Regions from separate parts of the Gossypium hirsutum genome. Here region 2 is linked to region 1. The links are chromatin contacts, called in public Hi-C maps. All regions are on one chromosome and are shown on one strand. The core of a region is the stretch at or near the end of the contact, and the rest is flanking DNA. Distances in the headings are between cores, read along the strand shown. Region 1 holds the start of LOC107899568 (BAG family molecular chaperone regulator 4). Region 2 has its middle 29 kb from the start of LOC121215905.

Evidence for each region. A called contact is a pair of places that touch in the nucleus more often than the background predicts.
Region 2: a contact with region 1 is called in a Hi-C map of petal, with 1.8 times the contacts expected there. The contact joins the enhancer-like site here to the promoter of LOC107899568 in region 1. A contact is called at or near these places in 13 of 34 Hi-C or Micro-C datasets (callus, fibers, leaf and 1 more).

The regions. Positions count from the first base shown.
Region 1 is chrD04:49,111,201-49,118,652 of Gossypium_hirsutum_v2.1, reverse strand. LOC107899568 (BAG family molecular chaperone regulator 4) reads right to left here and starts at 4,240. Exons shown (of 4, transcript XM_016825322.2): 1 at 3,894-4,240; 2 at 3,255-3,391; 3 at 3,019-3,165; 4 at 1,960-2,420. The coding sequence starts at 3,951. The coding sequence ends at 2,298. It also overlaps the pseudogene LOC107899567.
Region 2 is chrD04:49,151,991-49,159,442 of Gossypium_hirsutum_v2.1, reverse strand. No RefSeq gene overlaps it. Among protein-coding and RNA genes, the nearest start is that of LOC121215905, 29 kb to the left of the region's middle. Within about 2 kb of position 4,327, at least 8 of the 9 cell types and tissues checked have an H3K27ac peak or open chromatin away from gene starts, as enhancers often do. A contact at or near this core is called in fibers and leaf, where this site is marked.

The DNA of each region.
Region 1 (7,452 bases), core at 2,991-5,490:
TCGTAATTCTCTCTAGTACCAGGAATTTGAGAAAAAAAAAGTTTAATTATGTTTCAAGTCTCTATACTTTTTGAACTTTTGAATTTTTCTCTCTCTACTTTAATTTCAAGAATTTAGTCCTTTGTACACATTCAAAGTGCATGTTTATTAATTTGTTGCAGGCTTGGTGCAACCTTGGGCTGCAATAGTAATGGGAATGCTTTCGGGCAGTATACCATGGGTGTCTATGATGATCCTTCACAAAAAATGCAGTTGGCTACAACAGGTAGGTGACCTAATTAAGTTACAAACTCCCTTTCTAAATTTTTTGTTTCATTTGCTTTTGGTTGTGTGTGTCTCCGATTCTAAGGCTTGACTTCTGTTGCCTTTGTTTGAATATTCTCATCACTTTTCCACATTTAATCAGATATTAATTTGAAACCACCCCTACTAGTTAGAAGGTCTAGAAATTTATGATCCGGTAGGTTCTTTATTTAAGGAGCCATTGAATTTAAGACCCCCTCCCCCACCCCCACGGTTCACAGTTGCGGCCAAGACCCCTCCAAAATGATTTGACGGCTCTTTTATCGTATGTACGGGTTAAAATTAATTTTTTAAATAAATCAATTTAATTTGTACAGCTAAAAAAATGGTTCCATGAATATTCCCTCTAAGTTGATGTTGTAAGAACATTAAACACTTGTTACTTGTCTTGCATTTTTCCCATTGCTTTAAAGTCGTCGTTTATGAATTAGGGAAAAAGAAAAGGCCATCGTTTATCCGAAAGAAACTGATCAGGTTCGCCCCACTTTTGGAAATTTAACAGCAAAGTCGCTTTCACTGGCGAGTTTATGACTTTTTGAGCACTTTATAGTTATGTCTCTAAGCTACATTCTTTAATAGCCAAAGCTCATCAATGTTGACTATTATATACGGACTATATAATGAAAACCCACTCTAAATTATAAAAATCCCATTGGGTTTTCTGTGAAGTACTGTGATCTTGACCTTTATATGTCTACTTCTTAATTTCCTTATTTAAAGAACAAGTTGGTTTTATTGCACGTCAGAAACTAGAGGTTGCCAAATGCCGATATGATATTTTCCCATATGTAATGAAGTTTTAAAGGTTTAACTGTAATATTATGTTTTTTATCTAACCACAGGTAGATGATACTCTTGGTGTGTTTCACACACACGCGGTGGCCGGCCTGTTGGGCGGCCTCCTCACCGGGCTGTTGGCAGAGCCAGATCTCTGCAGACTCATACTCCCAAGAGAAACAAGGGGTGCAGTTTATGGTGGGAATGGAGGGGTTCAATTCGTGAAGCAGATAGTAGCAGCCTTGTTTGTTATTGCTTGGAATGTAGCGTCCACAACAATAATACTTTTAGTAATAAGGTTGTTTATACCATTAAGAATGCCTGATAACCAACTCGAAATCGGAGATGACGCCGTTCATGGAGAAGAAGCATATGCCCTTTGGGGTGATGGAGAAAAATATGACCCAACAAAGCACGGTTGGCATACGTCTTCGTACTCAGAGGTGACAGCACCCTCACGTTTCGTTGATGGTGCGAGAGGTGTGACCATTAGTTTGTAGCTGCATGCATGTGAACGTAAACAAATTTGCTGTAAATACGATTTTTCCTGGTGTGAGATTGCGTCCCCTAGCTTCAGCCTGGTTTCTTGAATTTTAAGAGCGTAGACCATTGTCTCTGTGGTCTGTCTGAGTTTTGCGCCAACAATGCTGATGTTTTTATAGTTTATAAAATGAATATTTATGTTTCTATTATTAATTATTTGTGTTTATTTTCTTTTTAAGATTTTTTTTGAATAGTTTTATTTTGTTAATTCGACCTCCATCCCAATTCTTACACCTTTTATGTTAAGAGATCCATACTTCCTAGAGACATATTGATATCTAAGTTGCCTAAGATTTAACTTGTACGTGCAAGCTGTAAGCAAAAGCAAGAGCCGAGTCCAAAAACCTGGCAGAGCGACAATGCTTTCTACCATTAAGGTATTGCATTACATCTGAATCCATAAGAATCAAGTTGTCTTTCAAGCAGAAGATAATCCCCCTTGGCTTGAAAATTAAATGTAGCCCCAGAACCATTACAAATGAACCCTGGATGATTTATATATTATGTTCCACAAGAATGAGGCAAATATTAACTAATCAAAATCTGAGATTGCATATGTAGAGTCACAATCAAGCTTCCGATTCCAGAGCAAATATTCACTAATCAAACCGTTCCCAATCCTGTGTCGTGTTTGTTGAAGATGACATAGGTGGAGGAGCAGTTAAGCTTCCCATCTACGAGTCGAATGTCTCCCAATTCGTTGTCACCGACACAGCTTTGTGTTTGTCGCTAAAAGGATTGGAATTTATTGTGTTTAATTTGTCGAGTGTCTCGTGGTACTTCTGGATGCGACGTACCTGATCAAAGGGAGTAATTAGTTGATAAAACAGCATACAACATCATCTACATTAATTCCTTGGCTAGATACAGAAATTGCAATTTTCAAAAGCTTGAAACATTATCCCACTCCACATTTCCTAATCTACAAACTGTATAAAATCCTTTCCTCTTTCAGCAGAAAGAGTACATTGAGAACACGATTTTAGCACAAACCATCCTTCAAGGAGGGGAATCTGTAATGGACTGCTAGTGCTTGTAAGTATCCTACTTACAAGAGGTGCAAACATCGAGACCACACACAGCATTCCCAAACAAGAAGGCCACAAGGAACCCGGGACAGGATATATTCCATTGACTATGCGATTCAAATGAATATTAAACAGCACTAGTCCTATACTTCTCATGTAGCATAGCTCTTGATTGGTATCAAAATGCAAAACTTAAGGACTAACTAGCGATGTCCCTAAAGGACAATAATATATCAATCTCAAAAACTCAGTTTAAATTCAAACCTTCCTAGCCATTGTTTAAGACATATTTATATCACAATTGACGCACCATGCAAAAGTTATCCACAATCAGATTTTAGTAAACACCAAAGCCTACAATACAAACCTCAGCCTTCCGCTGTAACCTCGCTTCTCCTTCAGCCCCGATCCCATCCAATTTCAGCAACTCTCTCATAAGTAACTCCGCCGGTACAACAAATTCCTCGTCGGTAACCTTTGTCCCACTGTTCACAGCCACTTCTAATGCAACAACCTATACAAATAAAGCAATACAACAGAGACAGATAATTCAATTTCAAGATTCAATACCAGTAAATATAAGAAACAAGCAGAGAAACTCACTCTTTCAGAGAGCTTGTCTACTTCTTTTCGGACTCCGGCAACCGCTGCAAAGGCTTTAGATATTTCTTCACTTTCCTTTACCTCTTCAACCTTATTATCTTTGGTATTAGTCATTTTCTCTTTGCTTGCTGGATTGTCTAGCACAGTAGATTACAGTTCACAACAGGGAAAATACAGCTTTAAAAAATTTTGTGACCAAAACATAACAATCTACATGTTAAAAATTTGCAATATACAGATCAATTTTATAAAAAGATCAAACCTGATTAACTAATTTTTTTTTTAAATTCACACAAGATTAAGAACCAATTAGGAACATAATAAACGAAATTTCAGAAAATGATTGAAAATTTAGGAATGTAACAGAATAATTACTAGAAGATGCCTTGGGAGTGGAAGAAGCAAGCCCATATGAAAGGCATAAACAGACGACAAAAATCCTAACTACTCTTCATTCTTTATCCACAACAAAAAGCTAAAATTAGCGCCAGCAAGAACAATTAACACACCAATGCATGATGAAACCAATAATATTTCTACCAAAAGAAAAACCCAATAATATCAATTATCCCAAAAAGAAAATCTTTGTGTTTGTTGTATTTGCAGCTGTAAAGAAATAAGAAGGTACAAGGAAATTACCAAAAGAAGAATGGGAGGAGAGCTGGGCTGGGCTATGGGCAGGGTCGCTGTTGATCATGGGCCCACCAGAAGATGCAGCAGCGGTTTCGTGATTGTGGTTGTGATGAGTATGATTGTCGTCTTCTTCTTCTTCTTCTTCTTCTTCTTTGTGGTGGTCTCATAGCTGGACCAGCATGCCACCTGGCCTCACCTCCCAATCGGATTCCTCGCTTTTGGCGTTGGGATTTTTCATTTTTATATATTGATTTACCCAATAAGACGAGAGGAACCAACTCGATGGTAATACAATTAAAAATTATAATTGAAGGCCTCACCTCAGAATCTTGTTTGATCTGCCCAATACATCCAACGTATCCTTGGAAAATTCCATCTAATATCTATTTAAAATCCATTTGACTTTTAAAGTATACACAATTTTTTTTAATATTTTAATTTTTTATTCCATTAAGTGCCTAAAATATCCAAATATTATGGTTTTTAGTCCAGTTATAAATCGACCTTAAAAACAAAAAATGTTTTGCCTATTTAATTAAAACATTAAAATAGTTGATTGAAAAGCTAACAAAATATCGGAGTTTAAGGATAAAAATAACCAAGACTCATCTCAACTACCATATAAATAGAACCCAATCCCCTTTCAATTTTTTTTCTTTATATTATCTTTCATATTTTGTTTTTTCATTCCCTTCTATGCAACTAACTAAAGTGCATCTAAGTGAGGTGCATAATATAAAGTTCACAACACATAATTCTTGTTATTCATCCTATTGTCCTCACTCATTTGAAATAAATAAAAGAAAAAAGTCTCTTCAAAAATTGAGAATCTCAATGATGTATTGTCTTTTATTTCTTTTTATTTATTAGCCTATCCAGAAAAATACAAATAAAATCTCAATTCACTTGTTTGAGCTAGAGAGAATGTACAAATATTCTTTGAAAATTCGAGTTATCATTCAATGAACATTTTGTATTTCATAAAAATTAAGGGGCACGCTTTTTTATTTTACTATACATATTGAAAAAAATTCGAAATTAAAAAATATTTAAATGCAAATAAACAAATACTTCTTTTATTATCTCACTCTCTTTTCCACAGCATTTAAGTAAACAACTAGATCAAAGTGTTGCACCGCCGTAATCACTCATTCGACAGATATTCCTGTCTAAGGGTGGGTTTGGATGGATGGTGGGGTGTGGTGCGATGTATTTAGCTTATTTTTATCACACGTTACAGTATCTGATCTCACCGCCACCTCTATTTTTACACTAATAGCAGGTAAATGCACTGTCCATTCAAACTCACCCTAACTCTTCCTTTTTCTTTTCTCTCCTCTACTAAAATCTCCTTTTTATTTTCTCAAGTTGGACGAAACTGAAAAGCTTTTATTTTTGGTAAAATATCCTTCACGTGATTGTTACATAAGAAAAGAAAAAGGGGCAAACTCTCATTTACATGAATGACCCACTCAAGGGAAAGTCGGTCCTAATTAATATATGTTTTTCATTTGAACAGATATTGGTGGAGCTGGTTTTTGACTTGCTCTTGGGTGCTCTGCGTTAGAGCCATTTGTTTGCAAAGTATTACTACACCATGAACAACAGATGAAAATGAACCCTCTTCTTTTTAATTGAAAACATTTTATTAGTTAATGAAATTATTGGGTTTCTATATTTCCATCTTATAGGGGCTGAGGAGGTATTCGATTTCCATTTCACACCACTTCACAACACTACTTTTCCTTTATTATCAACTAATAACTAAAATTTTTCTTTTTAAAATTTAAACAGAAAAAAGAAAAAGGCTTTGATTATGAAAATGAAGAGATGAATTTGATGAAGAACAATTACCAAATGAATTTTGATGATGAGAAATGAAAGGATGAATCTTGATTTTTCATATTTTTTTGTTAAAAATATTTAATTATAATTTTTTTTATATATTTTTTATTGTAACACCCCAAAACTCGGCCTAAACTCAAAACCTGGCCTAGAAATTTCGGCCGAATCTCGGAGGTCACATTATTGAATTCCAAAATCCTCTTCAATAGTCAATCCCTTTGTATGCTTAACTAAATTTAATAAAACTAAACCTATGCTTTGCAAATAGTGTTTAACTGACGTCAACCAAAATCCATAACCAGTGATGCAGCAGAAAACATGTTGTTTACTTTTTGACAGAAAACCTTAGGTCATTTCTCGACAATCGTGTGAGCTTTAGAATAGTTGCAAAAAGACTAATTAAAAACCATGCATGAAGTTTTCAGAAAAATTTGTTCAAAACCCAAAACACAAAATCCAACGAGAAATTTAAAGAACAAAACCTCTGCCACAGTTTATATAATCTTACTTACAAATCAATTGAAAATAATAAGCTGAATTTTAAGAAACTTCATTAAAAACAAACCAAACTCTTTAAATTCCGAGACCATCGGTTTACCAAATCCAAGCTCCAAACTCCAAGTTAACCCGAAAAAATAGGAAACTAAGGGGGATGAGCTACACGAGCTTAATGTGAGACCAAAATAGAAATGAAGGCAAACGACGGAGTACCAAAATAGATACTTAAAAAGGGATCTTGGAGTTAAAGTATGAAAATCTCAATTCGGTAATCAGGCATACAAACAGTGTCATTGCCAAACATGACATGATGATATTATTCTTAAAACACCAATTACCTAATCACGTCGGACTACTCAAATTACTATGTAGTTATGCTACCATCCTTGCAGACAGACTTATACTCAAATATGAAAATGAATGCAACAAATTAGAAACCCCCCTAACCATCAGAACACCACTTCGTCCACCCTGCACACCACATTCAGGCTATAGAAAGCCCATCCACCCTACACACCACAAATGTGGAACTAATCCTCTCGAATTAAAATGTGCAGCTAAGTTGACATTTGCATAATTTTACGCGGTAAACTGCTGTACAGAAATATTGTAGTTAAACTACCAAATCAGTCTTCCTTCTCTTCACAACCAAAATCTCAGATTTTTATGCAAATGTAGGAATGCACCCAAATCACTAACAAACTCACAGAAGCAGTGGTTCATATTTAGTCGAACAAATTCAGAATCAATAATACTAGTATACATTTATTAAGTAGCGATGACAAGAAAATAACTCAAGCTCATTCATCATATCACATCACATCAATACTTTCCTTTCGACCAACTAAACCTAACACCCATGAGAACACATACATACATGAATCCAAGCTGTAACGGAGTCCTAAATACAATTACAGAAGCTTTAATGAGGGTCGGATTACACAGAAACTAAAACGAGTCAATTTTTCAACAAAGAACAAAATTTGCAAAACACAGCCACACGGCTGTGTGGAAGTGTCCAAACTGTATGAGGGTCTACAAGGTCGTGCGGAGAGTGACACATGGCCGTGTGGCAAAGGCACATGGCCGTGTGGCTGAGACACACGCCCATGTGACAGAGTTACATGGTCGTGTGGCCAGCCCGTGTAACTCATTGTACACTTGTACAAAATTTAAGAAGCAGAGTAGACACAATAACGTGGCTAACTCACACGCCCATGTG
Region 2 (7,452 bases), core at 3,078-5,577, 41 kb before region 1:
TTTGATTGTAGAATTTTTGTCTTGATAAAATTTGGCTAAATCTATTAGACAACTTTGGCCAATGGAAAAGCGCCACGTTGTGTGTTTTGGTTAATGAAAAAATGTCACGTCGCAATTAGGTTTATTTTAAAAAATATTATATTTAAATATTTAAATATTAAAAAACACTTTTGACTTTGATCAATCGTTGATCCAGCATTGATTGACATTGATTGACTGTTGACCAACAACATGGCTCTATTAGAACACACCACATGTCTCTTTAATTTTTTTAATATTATATATTATATTGATTAAAAATGTAAAATATCATATATAATATATATAAATTTAAAAAAAATTTATAAAATTCTGAAATATATAATTATAAATTTTAAAAAGTCAAAATAATACATAAAATTTTAAAAATATTATAAAAATTAATATCAAAAGTGTCACGTGATATTTTTGTTTTAAATAAACCTAATTGTCACGTGATATTTTTTCATTGGTGAAGACACGTCATGTGTTCCATTGGTCAAAGTTGCCTAACGGATTTTTTATAATGGCCGTTACAAAATAGACGAAAAAAAGAGGAAATTGATACTTTAGGTACCAAAATAAAAAAAATAGATATACTATAAGAGCCAAGTCATGAATTACGCCTAATTTAAATAAATTCAAAACAAGACTTCATTAACTAAAAGAACTTAAATTCTATAGTGGAAAGACTTGAGATATAATTAGAAGATTTTAAGAGGATAAATTAAAAATTGAATTATTAAGTTTTAAATGGATAGGCATTGCCTGACCCTCATGGGCTTATTTATGCACTTAGTCCAATTATTAAGATAGTTTTCATTTTTCTACTTTTTATTTTTTGAAAGAGATAAAAGTGGATTCAACCCATGGACTTTACAACTTTTTCCACCTTATCTCCTAAAATTTTTTGGGTTCACATTGGTTTTAGAACTTATCAACTTTTTTTTTTCAATTTAATACCTATACTTCGGTTTTCCAAAGATATGATGATATTACATTTTAAAACCGTGTTAGATCATCACATAACTTTTTTAAAAAATATATTTTTTTGAATGTTTTAAGATTTTATATATATATTTTTTATATTTTCAAGTGATGACATGACACAATTTCAGAGTATCATCATGTTTTAATGAAATCTAAGTTTGTGGACTAAATTAGGAAAAGTTATTAAATTCAAAAACCAAATTAAAAAAATGGTCAAATTTAGAGATTAAATGTTGCTTATCCCTTTCTAAAAAGTGAACAATGTGTCACTATCCCTTTTAATTGCTCATTAAATCACACAAAAGGTACATTACAAATAAATAGGGCAAAAAGTCTGAATACAAAAATTTCAAAAAAAATCTCATGATAAAAAAATGCACCCAATTAAGCTTTTATTGTGAAAAGAAATTAATTAGGCCTTTTTATTAAAGGTTTCAATTATTGATTAATTTGATCGTTAATGAACTTTGATTTGGTTGGTGGTAGCGAAGAAAAACTAACACATGGCATATCATATGGACAAGTATGTTAATCTCGCATGCCACATTAACATATACTTCAAAATAAAAAATATCAAAAATGTTAAAACATTTATGTTTAGAATGTGCTTGGATAAATATTTGTCTAAGTTTAATCTAGGTGTGATTTCAAATATTATAAAACTATTAAAAAATTAGAAATTATTAAAAATTAAAAAACGTAAAAAAAATCTTTAAAAAAGCACTAAAAATACATGTCCAAGCTAGCCAAAAAGATGTCCAGATTCATTTGAACTATAATCATTTGTTCAAGTTTATTCTTGATGTGGTTTAGAATATTATACAAATTATTAAAAATTGAAAAAAAATATTTTTTTGAAAAATCCTAAAAATGCAAAGAAATTACTAAACATACATGTCTAGAATGAACCTGGACAAAAAAATGACCATATTCATTTGAAGTTGGACATAACTATTTATTCATTAGAGGCGTTTTCAAGGCTAAATTAGTCATATATGCCAAAAAAAAAGTTTATTGGCCAAATAGGCCTTTTTTTATTTTTGAAAATTTAAGGAAATAAGTTGATTTTGGAGAAAGAGTGTGAAAGCGCGTCCAGCTGGTCGCGCTTTTGTTATAGGTGGCAAGAAAGCTCATCCAACGGGACAAACTTTCCCTTTAAATCACATTTTTTGACTTTTTTTTAATATAATCAATTTCTTTGATTAGATGGTTAAATGTTAGTGATTTTGTCCTTGAGTCTCGAGTCAGGTTCCTCTCCCACTCACATTTATAATATTTTTAACATATTGACTCCCTTGATTAAATAATAATGATTTTATCATTGAGTCTTAAGTTCAATTCATCCTCTTCTAAACACATTTATAATTTTCTATTTCAAGCTTTATTATTATTATTTTTAAGAAATAAATATTTTGTTTTCAAATTTTTTATTTTTAATTCATCTTTTTAATTAATATCTCTTTTATTCATAAAATCAAATAATTATAACAAACATAATTATTTTTAGTAAATATAATTTTTATATGTGTAATATTTATTTTTCAATCCATATTATGAGTGTAGTAAATTTTAGTATTGTATATTTTTGTATGTGTATTTAAAATATTTCACATATAAACATAATGATATTTGACATAATTAATTAAAATATTTAACATATAAAAATATTTGAAATATCATACCCACAGTGTAGATGAAAAAAATGATATTTGAAATATTTTTTATATAAAAATAATAATTATATTTGAAATAATAATTTTATTTTATAATATTAGAAATCACCATACCCACAATATACGTGGAGGAAATAAATATTTGACATATAAATATTATAAAGAAAAATATATCAAAAAAATTAGCCGATGTTTATATTATATGTAAATGAGTTATTAATTTCAAATATTTTTAACATAATGATATATGTAAAATTTATATTTTTATTATATAATTATATTTTTATTATCTGATTTTATGAATAAAATAGATATTAATTAAAAAATTGAAATAAAAATAAAAAATTTGAAAATAATATAATTATTAATTAAAAATAAAAAAAGCTTGAAACAATATGGAATAAAAATTACAAATGTGTTTGGAAGAGGAGGAATTAAACTTGAGACTCAAGGATAAAATCATTATTATTTAACCATTTAACCAAGGGAACTAATATATTAAAAAAATTAATTAAAAATAATAAAAAGCTTAAAACAACATGAAATAAAATATACAAATGTGTGTGGGAGAGGAATCGAACTCGGAATTCAAAGACAAAAATGCTAACCTTTAATCATCTTGCCAAAGAAACTAATTATATTAAAGGGAAAGTATGTTCAACTAGGCATGCTTTCCTGTCATCGGTGCAGCAAAATCGGGATATTTTCCTAAATTAAAAAAAAAAACCTATCTAACCGATAACCTTTTTTTTTCTTGACTTATATGATTAGCCCTGTTTCGAATATTAAAAAATTATTAAAATTTGTGAATAATAAAAATAATTAATTAATACTTAATGAATTTTTAATTTTGACTATCGAACTGACAAATCTTTAATCAACCAATTGCACTGATTAGTGTGGTCAGAAATTTACAACCATGGTAGCAGCTTTTATTTTTCATCATTGAAGAGCGAAAATGACAACAATAAAACTTTGTTAGAAGGAAGACGGCAATGAACAGAAGCGCAAAAATAGATGTATTTGCAATTCTTCAAATACTAACTACAGTTACTCCACTCACAAACCCATAATATCCAAATTTTCGAAAAGAAAAATCTAGGGATGCAATCAGATCTCGTGGTGGCCGTTCATTTGGCACTTCTTACACTACTGCATACAAGAATATCTAGTCCATGGCCTCTTGCTAACCCGACGGCCATGCCTCTAAGCTAGTTTACCTTACCGCAATGAAGCACCCAAGTTTTGAGAGAGGCCTAGAGATACTATATATTGCATTGGCTACACAGCTTGATTCATCTACTGCTTTGGAAACTGGGTCTTCGGCTGGACATAGGAGAGTTTATTCAGCGACACTGGCTCCGATGAATAAAAATCTTGCCGATTAGCATTATCACTACAGCCGCAGCGTTTCTTGTAGAAGACGAAGAGCAGAAATGAAAGGAAGGCAGCAAAGAGTAGGAGAAAAACAAACATCATGATCTCACCATGCAAAGCGAAGTTTCTATCAGGAGAAAGAAGGAGGTGATCGTCTTGTTGAGGATCAATGGGGGCTTCCATGTAAGATGATAACAAAGGAGGACTAGCCATATGAGGACTGAATAATTTATTCAATGGTGGACCAGTACTGTATGTTTGGGGACATATATAGGATTTTAAATAAATAAATAAAAGACAGAAAAGGTGGTTAGATAGATAGATTGGTTTAATCCGTAGTGGTTAAAATTTGTTTATCTAACTAATAAATATTGGGTGCAGTATTAATATATAGGGTTAAAGTTAGAAATTTTTTTAAAATGAAAATTAAATTACATATTTTTACCATAGTGAAATATAATTTCATCATTTTAATGGTTTATATTTTTATATTTTTAAAAAAATTAAATTAATTTTTATTATTTTTAGAGATTAAAGTATAATTTTACTATTATTAATTTAAAATTTTATAAATTATAAAGTAACTTAAATAAAAAAAATTATTTTAGGGGAGACCGAGGCCCTGCCAATCCTGTGACTTTGCCATTGCCAATACACATATTTTCAAAGAAAAAATTTAGATTTAAACATTGTAGATAACATGCCACCGAAGTTTAAATTGATTGATATTAATGAACTATAAAATAACATTAATGATAAATTAATTATAAAAAGAATTTGCGTGTCAGAGAGAGAAGCTTGCTTGCAAACACGTTTGGTAGATTTTAGAATTGGGTTGGGATAATGTGGAAATGGTGGACAATGCCAAGCGTGAGGCGGCCGAATGAGACGCCGCAAGGGATGGTCTCCCTTGTCCCTGTCCCTACCCCTCACTTCCCTCTCTAATTTGCGTGTTTAACTACGCTTATTTAGGTGTTTTCACCTATTTAAGGTGGTCAGTCGGTAAACGTATTCTTTTTCTATTGGCTTTGGTGTATTTTAGTATTGGCATGTTTTCTTAGATTAAATTATGAAATTAATCCTTATACTATGTATAAGTTGTGAATTTAGTCTTTACAATTTGGTCATTTTCAGTCATTGTAATTTTACAATTTTTAAATTTAAGTCTTGACAAAAAATGACATTGTTATACTTTCTCCACTTGTCATCAATGGACAAATCACAGGCTAACGTGTCCACATTGAGCGAAACTATAACCAGGCGAGCTTGGCAAACCTTGCACCACAATAGACTGGCGAACCTTCATAAGATTGCCCTTGCTTAGCACCCCGTGGGGATCAAAATCATTGATTATCTAGTTGTCACCACTACATAGGAACAATGTATAACTCTATTGTTAGTAAGACTCAAGACGTGTGGACTTCTTTGTCCTCCATATATAAGCTCACTACAACACCTGAGACGGGGACTAAGACACAGAAAACTACTTCTCCTTCCTCCTCATATTTTCCTTATCTAACCTACCTCCTCAGGCAACCTTACCTAACTCTTCTTCCATTGGCTCTTCGCTCCAACTACGGGTGAACCACCACTACAACCACCGTCTCTTCCTCCTTGTTAATCTCACTAGTTAACAGACAATTATTAAATTCATTAAGTTTTACTATCTTCAAAATTTGACGTGGAAAACTTATTATTGCATGTGTAATGCGATATCAACTTGCTATTTCCACAAATTACTTACAAAAAAAATTAATTAATGGATTTAATGATTGTCGTTTATATTAAACTAAAATATCAAAATTTGAGAAGCATAGGGACTGAGAATGATCCAATTGGAGAACATGGACTAAATCTACAAATTTTCACATAATACATGACTAATTGCATAATATAATCAAACAAATTTAACTGCTATCATTTGTTCAGGAGTAAAATTTCAAATTTTGAAAAGTACAAGGACTAACATTAACCAAATTGAAAACTACAAGGACTAAAATTGATCAAATTAAAGTATAAGGACTAAATCTACAACTTATATCATAATTTGACATTTTCTTATATCTTTTTTGAATTGGCTTAATATAACATTTGGTACTTGAACGTGACACTTTTTCCAAATTTGGTACCTAGGTTTTTTTAATCTAATTTAGTATCTAAACTTGACACTTTTTTCTAATTTGGTACATTATTTTTTTTGGTTCAAATTTGGTACCTTCTTTTTGAAATGTTATACAAATTACTCCAATATACTAAAAACATTTTTTTAATGAGTTAACAAAAATAATCAATATATGATTGACATGAGCTAAATGCATGGATTTTTTTTTGTATTTTAAATCTTCAATTAATTTCATTTTAAATAAGTTTTTAATTTAACATGATGAATTTATTTAATTTTAGGGTTTATTTTTAAATCTCTTGTACTTTTCTTCTTCAATATCAATTTGTTAAGTTTAGCTCAAAGCAATTTTTGAACATGAATTCCCTTTGATAATGACAATATATTTGTGGATTGAGGACTTTATGAACACCAGCCATTCTTTAAACATGCAATCTCTCATTAATAGTTAAAGTAATCTTAATCTCAATGAAAAGTAAAATTTGATTATATTGTTTAGAGGAATAGAGGAAGCTCTAAATAAATGTAATCATTTTTGCTATTAAATTTCATGCCATCTGTAGATTTATTTTCAAATTTCATAATTAATTTATTATATCTTTATACGATTGTCTTCAATGGTTTTTGCATGGAAAACAAAATGAATAAGAAAATATTTGTTTATTACCTAAGGGTTTAACTAATATTAAGTTACATCATATGTCATATGTAGGATTATGATGCGAGAAAATAGCTTATATTAGTAGATAACCTAAATTGTTGCTAATCGGTGGGAATCAAAATGAGCAATTGATTCATGGGGACTATTATGCTGTCTATAAGTCCAATTTGGGAAATAGATAATATATATTATCTTGGTATCCTATGTAGGGGTGAACAAAATCCGATTCAATTCGAAAAACTCGATAAAATATTCAAATTTTGAATTAAATAGATCAAGTTATTTGAGTTAATCAAGTTATTTGGATCAACTCGAATACAAAATTAAGTTTTTCAGTTTAGCTCGAATATGAATTACACAATTCGAGTTATTTGAAAATCCGAATAAGAAAAGACAAAACTACGTTGTTTTGATAAATGTTTACCTTTTCTAAAGTTAAAAGTCATTGTTTTGATAAATGTTTACTCATTAAGTTAAAAGGAAAAACCATTATATTTGTTTATGTAGTTAAATAATCTTGTATTTCGTCTACTAGTTAAATAATCGGTCCATGTAAACACAACATTGAGTATAAATAATAGGATTCGTTAACTCGACTCGAAATTTTTTGA